Regions from separate parts of the Mus musculus genome. Here region 2 is linked to region 1. A link is a contact called in public Hi-C data. All regions are on one chromosome and are shown on one strand. The core of a region is the stretch at or near the end of the contact, and the rest is flanking DNA. Distances in the headings are between cores, read along the strand shown. Region 1 holds the start of 2310015D24Rik (RIKEN cDNA 2310015D24 gene). Region 2 holds the start of Ntan1 (N-terminal Asn amidase).

What was found. A called contact is a pair of places that touch in the nucleus more often than the background predicts.
Region 2: a contact with region 1 is called in a Hi-C map of embryonic stem cells, with 1.7 times the contacts expected there. The contact joins the promoter of Ntan1 here to the promoter of 2310015D24Rik in region 1. A contact is called at or near these places in 3 of 39 promoter capture datasets (embryonic stem cells, hippocampal neurons and stem cell-derived epiblast-like cells) and 5 of 484 Hi-C or Micro-C datasets (embryonic stem cells and stem cell-derived primordial germ cell-like cells).

The regions. Positions count from the first base shown.
Region 1 is chr16:13,519,660-13,525,534 of GRCm38.p6, forward strand. 2310015D24Rik (RIKEN cDNA 2310015D24 gene) reads right to left here and starts at 1,448. Exons shown (of 4, transcript NR_160674.1): 1 at 1,331-1,448; 2 at 1-116.
Region 2 is chr16:13,815,353-13,820,944 of GRCm38.p6, forward strand. It overlaps Ntan1 (N-terminal Asn amidase), which reads left to right and starts at 3,899. Exons shown (of 10, transcript NM_010946.4): 1 at 3,899-4,084. The coding sequence starts at 4,004.

The DNA.
Region 1 (5,875 bases), core at 198-2,697:
AGGAGGGTTCTCAGGCAGGCTTCATCTTGTCTTTGATAACATCTGAGTCACAGTCACTTCTGTCTTGCTACATCCCTTTTGCTGTACACTGGGCCTTATTTTCATTGTCATCTCACCTTTATAGAAGCAAAAGGAAATGAACAGAAAGCAGAGCTGATGCTCCACTGTGTCATAGCAGCTGGTGGATTGTGAGACTCGGGATGTCCAGGCAGTGATCTCAAATCTTTTTGCCCCATGTCTCTTTTAATGGCTTTGGTTCTGATAGAGAAGCCATGACTCTGCATAGACACTCCAGTTTTTCTTAAAATGCTTCTCTGGGCACTGAGGAGATGCCCCAGGAAGTAAAGCATTTGCCATTCGAGCATGAGGACCTAAGCTTGATCCCCCAAGCCCATGCAAAAATCAGGGTGTGACCCCAACACTGGGTGTGACAGAAGGATCTCAGAAGCTCCTTGGCCAGCCTACCCAACCTGGTGAGCACCAGGTCTCAGTAGGAGACCCTGTCTCAGAAACAATCAAACGAAAACCAAAAATCTGTAGGTAGCACCCAAGGAAATTTACACCCAAGGTTGACCACGTGCGTATGGTCATGTGCACACACACACACACACACACACGCACACGCACACAAACACAAACACACACATTGCATACAAGCAAATGCTTATCTTTCTCCTTCTTCTTTGTGGTACAGAGCAGAATGAAGCAGAGGGAGAGAAGCTCTTTCCTGCAGAGGAACGTTTGCTTCCAGAATTGAGCTGTTTCTCGGCACACTGGTCTATTTTTGCAGTAGAGCTGGCTGCCCCATGCCAAGGTTTCTCACCGCAAATAGAAGTTCTGGAAGGGCCTGCTAGTTTCCTCCAGCCTTCAGACACCTCTTCACATTTCATCTGGTTTATCCTCCCCATTCCCAAAAGGAAATATTTGGAGTATTTTCTGTTCCAGATAGGAGGCTCTCCCCAGGGCGCCCGGCTGGGCAGGAGCCTCATTTCACCCTCAGCCCTGGCCTCTGGTACAGCTTTCACTATCCGGGGAAGCTAAGCTTAGCTCCAGTGTGCCAGTCTAGATCCTAAACTGTAGTCCCAACCATGAGTAAAATAGAGTCCCAGAACCCCCTCCCGTGCCCCTGGTCCCTTCCAATCCCTGGCCCTTCTAAATGGCTGAGGCCCACCTGTCATTGAAACCAGGAGTTGGAAGTTCTTTACACAAGGATCATAGGCAAGATGACATTCAACTGAGACACTTTACAAAGAGATGCCTGAAGTCTGAATGTTCTAGAAACTATCCCTTATAGTTGAATCAAAACAGATGGAGTAAAAAAACAACAAACCTGTTGGTTCTCTGGTTGACCAGGGGGATTGCCAACCTCACAAAGACGTCAAGGGGCCAAAACTTCCTTTAGTTTGTCAGGGAGAAAGCTAGTTCTGGAGGTACTCAGAGTGAGCTTTAGAAGGTTCCAGAACAACAACAAATGCAGCAATCCGAAAAGTTCTCCCATCGCCTAAGTAACTCGGTGTCTTCCAGACTTCTTGTCAGACAGCGACTGAGTGATGCTGTAAACTGCTGTTAGCTTTCCTTTCTCCTTTTGGGGACGGTAGTAATAATGACAATACAGCTCCTGTCACATCAATGAGGCTCTCAGTGTGAGTGACAAGAGCGTCTTAGAGTTGGACTCCTGTACGTGAAAGACTCATTTTCCACGTGGCCCAGCTTGTTCAAACCTAAGGCACTGTCCATTTCAGAGTGCAGACTCCTGATGTCAACAAGACTTAGACACAGATTTGACCCTGAACAACTGTGGGACTTTCAGGGACTTCCAAGCTCTTGTGGGCACCAGAATCCCCAGGAGGCTGTGTCTGCAGACTGCTGGGCTGCATCCCTGGAGCTGTGAGTCAGTCGACCTGGAGTGGGGCCCAAGAATGTGCCTTTCTGAGTAGTTCTCAGGTGACACTGATGTGTCGGGATCTGGGCCACACCCTAAGAATAAGCAGCTTCAAAGACGCTGGCCCTGCCTCTGCCTCAGTGGTGGAGGTCTTAGTGAATCGTGTTATCATTCTGCTCTGTCCTGCCTTCTCCACGATTGTCCTTAACATCTTTAACTGATTTGAGGCGTGGGGTGCTGTGGGAATTGTGGAGAAATGTGTGTATGCTTGTATGAGTGTGGAAGCCAGAGATCGCTGTCAGGTGTCTTCATCAAGCGTCTCTTGCTGAACTCGACTCACCAATTGCCTAGACTTACAAGCCGGCCAGCGAGGATTGCCTGGGTCTACTTCCTCGGCTCTTGGATTACCGGCTTCTCTGTGGATGCTGGGGATTGAACTCGGATCCTATTGCTTGTGTGGCAAGTACTTTACATCTGAGCCATTTCCCCAGCCCCTTGTTTATTTGTTTTTGACACAGAGTCCCACCATATAACCCAGGGTGCTGCTGATCCTCCTGCCTCCTCCCTCCAATGCAGAGATAACAAGCGTGTGCTGACACATTTGGCTGACTTTAATTATATATGCTTATCAGAACAGTGTGATGAGTTTTTCTACGAATGTATACAGTGTTGGCCTTCATCAGAGTTGGGTAGGGAGCATAAGCATTCATCATTTCCTTGTGTTAGGAGCCTTTGAACTCACTTCTAGCCTGGGCTACATAACAAGACCCTTCTCAATATATAAATACAAAACCTGTTAGGTCCTAAAGAAACTCAGGACAAATGGCTAACCATGGTGCCTAATTAATATGCTGACGTGCATGGTGGCTGCAGGCTCACTCAGTACCTGCGGTTCCTCTCTGCCTCTCTCACCTCATTCCCTACTCTAAACCTATCCAGCTCAGGGGCTTCGCTTCCCCTGTGTCTAAGTTAGGGTTTTACTGCTGTGAACAGACACCATGACCAAGACAATTCTTATAAAGGACAGCATTTAATCGGGGCTGGTTTACAGGTTCAGAGGTTCAGTCCAGTATCATCAAGACAGGAGCATGGCAGCATCCAGTCAGGCATGGCACAGGAGAAGCTGAGAGTTCTACATCTTTATCTGAAGATTGCTAGCAAAATACTGGCTTCCAGGCAGCTAGGCTGAGGGTCTTAAAGCCCACACCCACTCCAATAGGGCCACACCTAATCCAACAGGGCCACACCTTCTAATAGTGCCACTCCCTGGGCTGAACATATACAAACCATCACACCCAGCTTCTCTTTCCCAGATAACTGCCATTTTGGCTTGCATTCTTTTGTTTTTTGTTTGTTTTTGTTTTTTGAGACAGGGTTTCTCTGTATAGCCCTGGCTGTCCTGGAGCTCACTTTGTAAACCAGGCTGGCCTCGAACTCAGAAATCCGCCTGCCTCTGCCTCCCGAGTGCTGGGATCAAAGGCGTGCGCCACCACGCCCGGCTTGGCTTGCATTCTTGTGGTCCCTCTCTCTTCTCTTTCCCTACTCCTCTCCTCCCCTGGACCAGTTCAGTCTACGGTCATCTCCAGTCTACTATTTTCTCTCCTTGCTCTGGACGCCTGGCTGTGCTTTTCCTCATATCTACAATAAAAGCCTTCCCCTCACCCACACCTAGGAGTGGATGTGTCTCATTTTCACTCACCTGGAGCTTGGAATGCAGGAGAAGCATATATGAGTTCCCTCTCAAGGGGCTCGGACTCTCTTAACCAAACTGAGCTGCAGATATGACTCTCTTAAGGTGTATGCGGATCATTTGTTTCGCCGGCTTCTGCCTCCCACCGTCTTTGACTCCAAACTTCACCTCTTTCTTCAGGTGCTGCTTCCCTCTGTCTCCTCTAACCATTTGTCCCTCCTGGCCCACTTGGTGTCACTCTGGCTCCTGGAGCCTTCTGAGCCTCCTGTGGTGCCCATCACTTGGGCATCTCTCTATTAATGCTCTCACCCTACTGGGCCCCCGCCACATGGAAAGTGATGCCTCTGCTCTGTCCATTTTGGGACATTTATCTCTGATAAGTCTCTTAGCTTGGCATTGCCACAGGTTGAAATTCTTGTCACCTGGACCCTTGCCCCCCTCTCTAGCCCTTTTTCCCTTTCCACATGTTCTCAGCTCCTTCCTGGAGTTTTCTTGCCTCCTGATAGGAGTTGCCTGCAAAATCTCAAAACTTCCTTTTGTCCTCCTGGGCCTCTGTCAGGCGAAGTTCCTATCTGCAACTCTGTCCTTCTGTCTCTCAGTTCCTTCCCGAAAGTCCCACTGCTTCCTGTGTTGCCTGGGCCTTATATGATCCTTCCTTCCTTCCTTCCTTCCTTCCTTCCTTCCTTCCTCCCCCTTTCACTCTCTCTCTCTCTCTCTCTCTCTCTCTCTCTCTCTCCCTTCTCAGACTCAGAGATTTTATTAAAGCCTCACTCTTACTGCAAACACCTTGTTTTTCTTTTCTTTTCTTTTCTTTTCTTTTCTTTTCTTTTCTTTTGATTAAAGATTTATTTACTTTATGTATGTGAGTACACTGTAGCTGTCTTCAGACACACCAGAAGAGGGTGTTGGATCCCATTACAGATAGTTGTGAGCCACCATGTGGGTGCTGAGAATTGAACTCAGGACCTCTGGAAGAACAACAGTCGGTGCTCTTAACCTCTGAGCCATTTCTCCAGCCCCACATTCGATTTTCAAATTGTCTCCTATGGCAATAACTTTTACCATTGCACAAATAAACCCCCAAATCACTCACACCTACACTTTCTATGCTTGCAAGTCTCTTATCACTAAGGGGTTTCTACTTTTCATTCTTAAAAATCTTTTATCTCTACTCTTTCTTTGCTATTTGCTCTCAAAAAAAACCAAAAAAACAAAAACAAAAACAAAAAAACTCTTAACAATATGCTATAAACTATCTCAGGATTTGTAAGTTTACTGAGTATAGTTAAAAAGCTGTAAATTCTGTAATAAAAGGCTAGATTAAAACTTGTAATAAAAGTTTGATAGTTTAAAAAAAATTATACATAGTGTACTAGTTTGGGTTTTATTGAAGAGACACCATGACCAAGGCAACTCTTAAAGGAAAACATTTACTTGGGACTGCCTTACAGTTTTCAGAAGTCCATTATCATTACGGCAGCAAGCATGGCAGCATGCAGGCAGACATGGTGCTAGAGAAGAAGCTAAGAGTTCTACATCTTGATCCAAAGGGAGCCAGACAGAGACTGTATTCCACAGGCAGCAATGAGAAGGTTCTCTTCCACACTGGGTGGAGCTGGGTGGAGAAAACCCCAAAACCTACCCCTACAGTGACACACCTCCTCTAACAAGGCTCACACCTTCTAATAGTGCCACCTCCCATGAGCCAAGTATATTCAAACCACCACACATAGGTAATCTTAATTTGCTACAGTGTGTTATATGTGATTCAACTCTTGTTTAGGAAAATAAATGATGTTAAATAGCAACCATGTGGCTGGCAGCCATAGTTACTAAGGTAAAAGAGAGTAAGATAAAAAAGAGTTACTAAGCCGGGCGTGGTGGAGCACGCCTTTAATTCCAGCACTTGGGAGGCAGAGGCAGGCGGATTTCTGAGTTCGAGGCCAGCCTGGTCTACAAAGTGAGTTCCAGGACAGCCAGGGCTACACAGAGAAACCCTGTCTCGAAAAACAAAAAACAAACAAACAAAAAAAGAGTTACTAAGGTGAAAGATATGTAATGTTACCACTGTCTTAGTTAAGAAGACCAGGGGGTATAAAGTAGCTGAAATAGCACTAACAGAATTTCTCAGTCCTGCAGACTGAGCTCTCTGCTCATCACTGTGTCTTCTTTATAGACGGAGAAGACAACAGCAGGTCTCCAAGACATTTTGGATTAGAATAGATTTTCATATGATGATAAATTCCTAGGGTTATAAAGGTCTACTCAGGCTAACAGAAACTGACTTGAAGATATGCATCTTG
Region 2 (5,592 bases), core at 2,649-5,148, 300 kb after region 1:
TGAAGGCTGCTAGCTTAATACTTGTTCCAGACAACTAGGACTAGGGCATTAAATCCCATACCCACAGTGACACACCTACTTCAACAAGGCCACACCTCCTCACAGTGCCACTCCCTGGCCCAAGCATATACAAACCATCACACACGTCTGAGCTATCTTGTGAGAAGAGTTGGCTAGTGCTGTGTGTTTTGCAGCCTGTGTGCTTGGTGGTCTGGGGAGTGGAGGGCTTGGCATCTTCCTTGAGGCTCGTTGCAGCTTGGGTCTTGACTCCATTGTCTGTTCGCCTTCATGTCTGGCTTTAGTAGTGTAGACAGGCTAGGCTGTTAGCTGCACTCAGCTCTTCACTATCTACTAAGTGTCTACATAATGCTCATTCTTTGTGTGTGTGTTCTCTCTCTGACACAAGGTTTCTCTGTACTGCTGGCTGTCCTGTAGCCCAGGCTGGCCTCAAACTCAGATCTAACTGCTTCTGCCTCCTAATCGCTGGGATTAAAGGCATGTGCTCCCACATACATAATACTTTTTTTAAAAATTTATTTATTATTAAATTTAAGTACACTGTAGCTGTCTTCAGACACACCAGAAAACGGTGTCAGATCTCATTATGGATGGTTGTGAGCCACCATGTGGTTGCTGGGATTTGAACTCAGGATGTTCGGAATGGAAGAGCAGTCAGTGATCTCAACTGCTGAGCCATCTCTCCAGCCCACATACTACTTTTTAAACAACATTTCTTCTCGCTGCGGAGGGCTGGTCCTTGGCTTCTGCTATGAAGGTGTGCTCACCGACCTACATTCCTTGCTTCCCCACACCCATAATTACATGGTATACAGTTTAGTACTTTCTACCTGTAAGCACTTAGCTATTTCACTGCTCAGGGAATCTTCACATTTCTGTCTTCTGGTTCTTATAAACTACAATTCAAAGCCATACCCAGGGACTGGAGGTGGCTGTGTGGACCATAGCCCTTGCTCCACCAGCAGAGAGATCAAGTTCTGTTGACAGCATCCACATCAGGTAGCTCACAGTCTGCTTCCTCTGGGCACCTGCACTCACACAACACATAAATACTAGTAGAAATTAAAAAAAAAAGCCATAATTTTAGTACTTTAGACTCTTAAGATGGGACTGCCATGAGTTCAAGGTTAGCCTAGGCGATACTGTGAGTTGTAGGCCAGCAAGAGTTAGTTGCAGAGTGAGCAACGGTGGTGTGATTGATTATTCCAGGAGACCGGCAACTCATTTTAGAGAGTTCAGCTGAGCCTCTTCCGAAAGAAGTAGCACAGCTGGGCTTGTTGACCTTTCGCTTCCTGCCACAAGGGTGGGAAGGCAGCGAGACCTGAGGATGCAGATGCACCTTGCCACCCGTTGTATGACAGTGCCTTAATTGTGTGGTGCGGCAGAGTAGTTGGGCCTGCGATGACTAGGGGAGGGGCCCTCATTCCTGCAGATGCAGCTGGTTAGGTGGAGGACACCCACATCACTGTAGGTAATATTTCACCTAATACTTCTGTAAGGAAGCCCCAAAACTCATTCACTCCTCAAGTGAACTTGAGTGGAATCGTGCTGAGTTAGGCTTGTCAGTGGCACCTCCTGAGGTGTCCTGGTTTGTTTTCTACACAACCTTAGGATCGATAAGAATTGATACAAGCTAAATCTTTTGGGAAGAGGAACCTCAACTGAGAAAATGCCTTCATCAGTCCGGCCTATCTCTATTAGATGGGCCTGTAGACAACTCTGTAGAGCATTTTCTTGATTAATGGTTGTTGTAGAAGGGGCTAGGCCACCAGGGGAAATACCACTTTGGAAGGTGGTCCTGGGTGTTCTAAGAAAGCTAGGAGGCTGTATGTACAAGCCAAGAGGAATGAGCCAGTAAGTAGGTTCCTAAAGTTCCTGTCCTGACTTCCTACAACTGTGTACTGGCAGAGGATGGCCTAGTCGGCCATCAGTGGAAGGAGAGGCCCTTGGTCTTGTGAAGATTCTATGCCCCAGTACAGGGGAATGCCAGGGCCAGGAAGTGGGAGTGGGTGGGTATGGGAGCCAGGGGAAGGGGGAGGGGATAGGGGATTTTCGGAAAGGAAACTAGGAAAGGGGATAGCATTTGAAATGTAAATGAAAAAAAATATCTAATTTAAAAAAAAAAGTTGTTCTTAACCTCAGTATAAGAATGAGAATTGTAGCTGGGCGTGGTGGCGCACGCCTTTAATCCCAGCACTCGGGAGGCAGAGGCAGGCGAGTTCGAGGCCACCCTGGTCTACAGAGTGAGTTCCAGGACAGCCAGGGCTATACAGAGAAACCCTGTCTCGACAAACAAAGAGAGAAAATAAATATTAAGGAGATAAAAGAAAATCAAAGAAATGTGAATTTCTCTAGGAATCTCCTGCTGGAAGAAGGCAATGGCACCATTCTGAAGGGGAACTTGTCTCCAGAAGAGATCTCAATGAGACCTAAAAAAACTTGTCAGACCACAGAATGAGACTAAAGCCTAAATAATGATGGGTAGGATCCAAACCAGCAGAAATAAGGGCCTCAAACCGGATTTATCTGGCAACCGGATTTCTCTCTCCCTCTCTCTCTCTCTCTCTCTCTCTCTCTCTCTCTCTCTCTCTCTCCCTCCCTCTCTCTCTCCCTCTCCCTCTCCCTCCCTCTCCCTCTCCCCTCTCCCCTCTCCCCTCTCCCCTCTCCCCTCTCCCCTCTCTCTCTCCTCTCTCCTCTCTCCCTCCCAAGTGCTGGGATTAAAGGCATGCGCCACCACTCCACCACTGCCCGACTGTATTTCTTTATCTCATGCTAGTCTCCATAACATTAACCACGCGGAGAAAACAAGATTTATTCCAAGCAGCTCCTCAATAGCTGAGGAGTTAAATGATCTGTTAACCTCTTAAGATAATCTGGCTACCTCCCACCCATGACCCCAATTCTTATCGTCAGGTTCTTTGGGCTTCGTGTGTTTTCATGATCTTGCTCCAGACTCTTTCCTCATTGCTCCAGTTCATCCTCCTAGCCTATCTGAAACTTATGAAATATAAAGCTCCGGGATAATGCGGTGGGCGGGCCCATGTCAAGGTATCCCCCTGAGGAATCACACCTTGAGACAGATCAAATATAAAGATGAAATGAATAGGGATATAGAAAGGGGCAGAAGCGGAGGACAAAGAGAGGGAAGAGAGGCTGCCTGAGAACACATGGGAATAGAGAGTGAAAGAACTGGGGTAGTGACTCCTCTGTATGCTGGTGCTGCTGTCACACTTGCCTTGCACCTGGCGGGCAGCGGGCAATGACACAAGCTGTTGCTGGGTAGCTCTTGGCCTGAGCCTGGTGGAATTGTACACCAATAGAAACTCCCGCTCTCCTTCCCTGTGGTCCCTGCGTCAGACCCCAAGCCCCTCCTACTTCTCTTCTGCCCAGCTGCAGGCTGTAGGCACCTTCATTAACCAATCCGGGATAACTGGGGGGTGGGGGGTGAGGGGGAGGAGTTATATAACAAAAGCAGGTATATGTGAGGACCCTGTTTCTTCCGCGCTTACGCCCCCGCGGTGCTAGCTGGGGCCGCAATTCTCGGGTTCCCCACGCCTTCTGCACTACGTCTGCCAGCTGAAAGGGACGTTGACTGAATAAACTTTTGCGAATCAACTCGGCCGAGGCAGGGGTCAGGGCTGGGTGACGCAAAGCGCGAGGCTACCCTCGAGGTTCTCCTTTCCGCGTCCTTAATGCTCAAGTCTCTGCGACTACAGCTGCTGGCACCAGCCAGGAGGGACACGGGTAGTGAGTGGACGCCGACAAAGTTTGGACTACATCTCCCGTGATGCCTTGCAGCCCAAGGGCTATTCCGTCTCCTCGATCTCTTCGGGCTGCTCCACGTCCGCCTGGACTACACATCCGGGCCGAGTCCGCGGTGGGCGCGGCGCCCACGGTGGGCGTGGCATGCCCCGAGGCGGGGCGAAGCGGAGCGGGGCGGGGCGGGGCGGTGGCCACCTAACTCGGCCTGGCGGCGGCCTAGACGATGCCACTGCTGGTGGATGGGCAGCGCGTCCGTCTGCCACGGTCCGCTGTGGAGCTGGTCCGGGCGCACCCGCCTCTGGAGGTGAGCGACCTACCCGGGCTTTCGGGGCGGATGGGAACTCCGCAGCCCGGCCGCCGACGCGCTTTCACTAGGGACCTGGTGAGACGAGGCCCAGAGAGGTTAAGGTGACTTACGGAAGGTCGCACAGCGCGTACACAGCGCGAGGACACTCGGCGGGCTCTGCAAGTCGGGGCGCTCGTGCGGATCCCCGCATTACCCAGCTGCAGAAAGGTGTGGGCGGGGGTCCCAGTTCTTTGCGCGCTCATTCCTGCCCCCCAGGGCGTAGAGGGGCGCGGATTATTTTTTAGCTAGAAATAAGGGATTCGTTTGGAAGTTGCTGGGTCCGGGAGGACTGCTCCCTGATGGAGTCTTGTTCTTTCCTTGTGGGGACTTCTGAAAGAGGGCTCATAGTGAAGGCAGTGATGACCAAGTATCCCACATACTAATTTGGACTCAGCCCGTCCATGGATCTCACATAGTACAGTCTAGGACGGGACCTGTTTCCTAATCAGTTATAGCCTTGAAGGAAAGATGCCCACGTTCCCTCTGAGAGGTGAAGCACTGCGTCTCTGTGGAGTTTGTGGTTCTGTCTGCTTACTTGCTTTGTCTTCCCCTGGATCTGCTTCCTGGAGCAAATGCTTCCTGAAAGCAGATGGCATTGTGCTAACCGAATATTTGTTGGGTAAGTGAATGGGCAGAATGACCCCTGAGAACTACGGGACAGGGAGACTGACTGTTAATTTGAATTTCAAGACAGCCTGATCCTAATACTGGCTCCTACAAATCGGGCTAGGCACTGTACACTGTGTCGATGAAGCCAGAAATAACACAAGAAAAGTTCCAGCACTTCAAGGATTTAGGAGCCTCTCTCCTGTGTCTGAAACTTGTAGTTTTAGTGGCCACGCAGCACATTACATGAGGCAGAGACGAGGTGATGTAGGGTGGTGTCTCCGGAAGCAAGGGTTTGGTTTATTTAGGGAGACGCAGCCCAGAAAGGATGCAGAGTGGAGAGTTGGTTTTCAAGAGCAGGGAAGTGGGGCCAAGGAGGCCCCCAGTGAGGAGGGCAAAGAGGGCTGCACATAGAGGCCAGGGGAACAGTTGGAGTGAGGACTTCAGGCCCACTTGCCTTAGGGGATGATGTGAAGGCTCCGTAGAGGAAAGTAGAAAATCAGGTCCTTGGTCACAACCATTCTTCTAAGTTTTGGTTCAATTTTGTTTTTGAGACAGGATTTCTCTGTGGAGCCTTGGCTGTCCTGAACTTGTTCCGTAGACCATTCTGGCCTCAAACTCTGAGATCTACCTGCCTCTGCCTCCCCTACTTTATTTATATGCTAGGCAATCTTCTGTTTAAAAAGATTTGGGATAGGGTCTGTGTTGCTCTGGAGTCTCACTGTAGGCTGGCGTCTGGCTCTAAGAGCTCTTCTCTCTCCTTCATCCCACATGCTGGCGTTAAAGATGTGCACTAGCACATGCTGATCTTTCTGTACTTATCTGTGTGAATGTATGCGCACATAGGTGAGTGTGTATGT